Linked DNA regions of Sus scrofa: region 1 is linked to region 2. The links are chromatin contacts, called in public promoter capture Hi-C maps. All regions are on one chromosome and are shown on one strand. Each heading gives the region's core, a stretch centred on a gene start, on an enhancer-like site or on the middle of the called end of the contact. The rest is flanking DNA. Distances are from core to core; before and after follow the strand shown.

Region 1 (2,860 bases), core at 26-2,525, 970 kb before region 2:
GCCCTGTCACATCTGGCTGCCTGGCTCCCCCACTAGCAGAACTAGACACCATGGCCCATATTTAAGGGCCACTGGCTCCTCTGCAGTTAAAAGTGGGGGGAGTTTTTCCTCTCTGGGAGCTGAGGAACCACCTCCCGACACACGCTCCTCTCTCCCTCTCAGCCCTGCTCCTGCTGGTTTCAGACTGGAGCCTAGGAGGGCATACCACCCTGGCCAGCCGCTGGCGGGTCCTGCTGAGGCCCAAACACATGAGAACCTGTTGGAGCAGTTTGGGCACCAGTGTCACCTCCTCTTCCTCCTCCTCCACTTACTTCTGGGCGGGAGGGGGCCTCGGGCTTTTGAAAACTCGGCACAGGGCCAGGTCATGGTCTTAGGCAAAGGCCAAGCTTTACCTCCCCCCACCCCATTTTCCTCCGAGAGCATAAGGTCAGGTCAAAACCAGGGTGGGCCTGTGTCTGGAGCAGAGCGGAGGGGAATGGGGAAACGTGACGGCCAGGGAGGAGGCGGCAAAGCCACGACACCCGCACCCACACACGGACACCATTCTGTCACCCACACTCCCGCCCGGGGGCGCGCAGGCCGGCTGGGTCCAGGGGCCCCGCAGGGACCAGGGGCCGGGCAGGGGTCCCGCTCGGACGAGGTGCCGGAGCTCCGGGCCGCGGCAGAGGGTGGGCGCGCCGGCCGCCACCTGGCCGGGCCCCACGTCAGTTCCAGCCCCGCCAGCGTCCGAGCCCGCCACTCGCGACTCTCCGGGGCCCGCGCGGGGAAAGTTCCTGCAACTTCGCGGGGGAGGCGGCGGGCGCTGGGCCTGGGCCTCCGGAGCCCGGCCTCCGCGGCCCCGCTGTCAGGCAGCCGGGCCGGCCGGGCGCCCCAACTTCCCGGCGCGGCCCCCGCCCGTCGCCCCCCGCGGGCCCGCTTTGTGCGCGGCGGCAGCGAGGGGCGCCCGCCCGGCCCCGGCCCCCGCCCCGGGCACAAAAGGGCGCGCGGCCGGCGGGAGGCGGCGGGCGGGGGCCTGCGGAGCGCTGCCGGGGCCGGGCCGGGGCCGGGGGCCAGGGCCCGAGCCGGGGCCGGGGGCCGGGGCCGGAACCGGGCGGCTGCGCGCTCACCTGCCGTGGAACCAGTCCTTGCAGGCGTCGCACTCGATCATGAAGCGGGTAACGTCGTAGGGGAGCCGGCAGACGCAGTACACGGGCACCGTCGCCATGTTCGCCGCGCCGCCCGCCCGCCCCGCGGCCCGCGCTGCGCTCCCGGGTCGGGCCGGGCGGGCCGGGCCGGGCGGGGGCCGGGGCCGGGGCCGGGGCCGGGGCCGGGGACGGGGCCGGGGGCGCACGACAGCCCGCGCGCACCCGGCCGGCGCGTCCACACAAAGCGGGGCGCGCGGTACAGGGCCGCGCCGGGAGCCGCCCGCCGGCCCGTGGGGCGCAGGGCGCGAGTGTGCGCGGGGGACGGGCCGCGCGCGGGACACAAAAGGGAATGGACGCGCGGGGCGGCGGGCGGGGAGCCGCGGCCCCACCGAAGGGACCCCCGGCCGCCGAGCGGCCTCTACGTCAGCGCCCCGGGTGGCGCCGCCTCCGCCCGCCAGCCTGGGCCGCCGCTGCCGCCGCGGGAAGGCGGGCCGGGGACCGCGGGGAAGGCGGGCCGGGGTACCCCGCCGGGGAGAAAGTGGGCCGGGGGGACCCTGCCAGGGGAGAAAAAGGACCGGGGAGCCTGCCAGGAGAAGGTGGGTCGGGGACCTGCAGGGAAAGAAGGGGGGCTGAGGAGACCCTGCCAGGGGAAAAGGTGGGCTGGGAAACCCCTCCAAAGGAGAAGGTGGGCTGGGAACCCCAGCCAGGGAAGAGGGTGGCTGGAAGACCGTCACCTGGAAGAAGATGGGCGCGGGGGGCGTCGGGTGGGTGGGGGGAGTCCCCGCGGAGAGGCTGGACTGAGGGGACCAGGGGGAAGGGCAGGGCTGGGAGACCCCCTGGGTGTGGGGTGAGACCCCGAGGGCGTCCTTCCTGGTTCAGAAGGCTGAGGAGCAACTACTTGGCTCTAACTTTCTTGTGATACAGCAGTGGGGCAGGGGACAGCCAGGGGGGTTCCTCCTGTGCCCTCATCACCACCTCGCCCTACTGAATTTCTGGCTGGAATACAACTTCTCTTTCCCCTTCATTCCTGGCTGAGGACAGCCCACCCTCCCTCACTCTGGACTTCCCTTGATGCTCAGCCCTCAGAGGAGCACAGAATTTAGGGGACCCGGAGCGTGCTGGCACGAGTCAGCCCTATAAAGAGAAAACAGTTACCTGGAATCTGAGCTGCCCAGGAGCCCTGGTCAGAGCCCTCAAGCCCCGGAGACCTAAGATGCAGGCAGAACAGCAGGTTCCAGGCCTCCTGTCTGTGTCCCCAATTGCTTGAGTTCTGCTGGTGGCAACAAGGATGTAGGAGGAAGGGGGACACCGAAGAGGTGCTCCAGTGTGGATCTGGGCCTTTGCCCTGGAGCGGTCCTTCCACCTCACCTGGGATGGTCAGGATCTTTAGTGTAAGACGGGGAGGGGACCTGGCTCTGAGGGATCTTTTTCCCAAGGCATATTCTATAGCGGGCTCTCCCCAGCCCCACTCCTAGCTGCTGCATCCATGGGGCCTCATTTCAGTATGCCAGAGCAGAGCTGGCTCCTAATTCAGAGGAAGGAATCTGTCTACGCTCTCTCACTCTGTGCTTCTTCTCCACCCTCCCCAGGCAAAATCTGCATGTTGCTGGGAGATGCTGGCCACCACAAGCACAGAATTCCAGACTTGAGGCAGGAAACCTGGGGCAGCTCACCTCACAGAAGCACCTTTAACAGACACTCAGCCGAGGCCTGCAGCTGCTAAGGGCCACTTGCTC
Region 2 (2,825 bases), core at 136-2,635:
TTTTTTTCCCCCAGACATATCTGTCTGGAAACCCTCTGTCTTACTCTAACCTAGGCTGTCTGGATAGATAATAAAATGAACTGACCAAGGTGGCAACTTGAGGAATTTGAAAATTAAAACTCATTCCAAGTACTGCTAGTTAATAAGAGTTCCCCCTTTGGGCAAGGATGTGAAATCCCTTACTCTGACCCCTTTAGGGTGTTCCTAAACCCTAAATAAACTGGTTATATAAACCATAAGTGACTTGAATGAATGCTACACAGACTATCAAAATGTTCTTAGTGAAGCTTATCAACATGTTTTATACATATTCTCAGTCAGATGAGTTTTTTTCCCTGTCCCTCTATCTGATACACTACAGTTACATATATAATCACTCTTAACTTTGTCAAGAGCTAAAATTTAAAATTTCCTTCATAGTGTCTACTGCCAATGCCTGTTGTTTTCATGGCTCCGGAGTCCCTTTGGTTTTTGACCAGGAGATCCAGAATGTGCTGGGCAGACTCACAGCAGTGATAATAAATATATGTTAGCAGACAAATATGCAAATATGTTGTTTTCAATATAGGAGACCTTAAGATGCAGTAATTATAAAGTTTGTCAGACATTTCCTTCCTTTTTGTTACAGCTCTCCATGTGGCTGTTTAACGTAATTTCTGCAGTAAAATTCATTAGAACTCTGGAGGTGGCACTGAAGAACACAGAAGAGGCTTCCCTGAACACCACAGACCATCAGTGCTTCAGCTCCTCCCAGACTTTCTGCAGCTTCTACATTTCCCTAGGAAGTAGGAGTGTCCTTTTAGATAGGCAGGTCAGGAATTTTAGTGTGCAGCAGAATTATACAGGATGCCTGTTAAAATGCATATTTTTGTCACTCCAGGGTCTCAGCAGACCTAGTGCGTGCCCCAAGACTCTGCATTTTTGCAGATTCCACTACACTAAAAAATAGCCCTAATGCTAGGGCTGCTTTACTTAACGGTCACTTAGGAAAGCAGCCTGGAGACTGAACACTCACAGCCGCACAGTTACTGAGTCCACTGTCACTGGATTTGGTTTATGCCTGGTGAGATTGACTTATGTTCTGTATACAGTGAGGTGAAGACCGGCAACGGGAAACGCCCGTATAAAAACATCCAGTCACTATGCACAACATCGGCCTCCTCCCAGTGCCCCTCCCCAGTCAGTCCCCACCCCAGAGGCCACAAAACGGTCCTGTCTACCACCGTCGCCCTTGTTGCGTTGAAGCACCCAGCACGTCGCCGCCACTCACTGGCAGCTGTCCGGGGAGTCGCACTGCCGCTTTCCCAGAGCACACCGCAGTGCAGGTCGGGTGGGCGTGACCCGGGACCCAGGCGGCCAGTTGGCGCCCTGCTTGTTGATAGGTGTGAATCGGAGCTCTCTGATTGGCCGGTGCAGACCGCCCCGCTTCTCCTCGCCTCATGCTTTCAGAACATTGCATCACCTCAGGCCGTCTGGCCCCGGCGTAAGATTTTTGAGGTACTTCGGTCCGAAGGCCCCTCAGGTACGATAGGGGATCTTCAGGTCACCCCGTCCTGCCCGCAGGGACTCCCTAAGGTCACTCTGTCCTGCCTACGGGCCCCTCAGGTACGCCCCTTCCTGCCCAAGGAGACCACACAGAATTTTAAAAAAATATTTCTTCTGGTCTGTGCGTTAGTTTCGTGCAAATCTGTTTCCAAGGGAAAGATGGGGGGTGGCGGCCCGGTCTAAGTGGAGCGAAAGAACTCGGGCTCCGGCAGCAATCCTGGTTTGGCTCGCGGGCGGAGGGTTACATCTCTTGGAAGGGCCTCATATTCAGCCTCGGGTTCTGGTAGTGCTTAAACCGTGGTGTGGTTCTGGGAATTTGGTGTTACCGAGCTTGCTGGAGAGCTTCAGAAGGTGGACGAGATTACTTGGACGGCTAGGTGTTCTTAAGAAAAAATTCTTAGGCTTCCTTGAAGGAGCCTTTATTGCTGGGTGTCTGAGGCTAGAGGGAAGTGAGCACAGCATCCCCGGTCCTCGGCCCTTACACAGTATAATAATACAGTATTCTAAGTGCACAGAGGAAGAAGACAGTTCTAAAGTGGAATCTGGGGGGTGGGAGAAAGAGAACGCTTCTCAGACACTGCAGTGGGTTTGGGGCCTTGAAGATGATTAAGAACTGTGGGAGAAACTCCAGGAGACCATAATGTAAACTATAACAGGATTTTAGGTTTGCGTGATTCAGGAGATGGGAAATTGGTGTAGTAACTGCACCTTAGGGTCTGTGTGAGGAACTAGTGGGAGATGATGCTTAGCTTCCAGCTTTATGAATTTATGATTTTCTTCCTGAATGAAGCGTTTGAAAAGAATACAGAAGAGGTTTTTATTAGATGGGACAGTATTACTTGGAGCATTCATTCAGGTTTTTCAGAGAGCTCAGGAAGCATGAAACCAGAGACAAAGCAGTTGATTTAGGGATCTCTTGTAATATGTTGAACTTTTAAAAAACAAATTTAAAAAGTAAATATCAGTAAGATGGTGGACAATATATTCTCTTCCCAAGTGATTAAAGAGTGAATTAAAGGGAAGAAAAGGCAGCTAAATGTAGATTTGGAGTTTCTACTGTGGCACAACGGTTTCCGTGGCACCTCTGCAGCTCCTGGACGCAGGTTCAATCCCCAGCCCAGCACGGTGGGTTAAAGGATCCAGTGTTGCCCATCCTCAACTGCGGCTTGGATCTTATCCTTGAGCGGGGAACTCCATATGCCGCAGGGCGGCTAAGAAAGAAAAAAAAATTTTTTTGGAAAGATGATATAGTGACTGGGCAGGACAACAGAGTAGAACTG

Evidence for each region. Promoter capture Hi-C pulls out the DNA fragments that hold promoters and counts their contacts.
Region 1: a promoter capture Hi-C map of fetal skeletal muscle shows a contact between it and region 2, with 6 times the contacts expected there. The contact joins the promoter of PHF2 here to the promoter of IARS in region 2. A contact is called at or near these places in 2 of 5 promoter capture datasets (fetal liver and fetal skeletal muscle).

What each region holds. Positions count from the first base shown.
Region 1 is chr3:42,987,023-42,989,882 of Sscrofa11.1, reverse strand. It overlaps PHF2 (lysine-specific demethylase PHF2), which reads right to left and starts at 1,275. Exons shown (of 22, transcript XM_021088179.1): 1 at 1,107-1,275. The coding sequence starts at 1,204. LOC106509726 (a long non-coding RNA gene) reads left to right here and starts at 1,047. Exons shown (of 4, transcript XR_002342934.1): 1 at 1,047-1,154; 2 at 2,714-2,860.
Region 2 is chr3:42,021,170-42,023,994 of Sscrofa11.1, reverse strand. It overlaps IARS (isoleucine--tRNA ligase, cytoplasmic), which reads left to right and starts at 1,385. Exons shown (of 33, transcript XM_021086986.1): 1 at 1,385-1,522.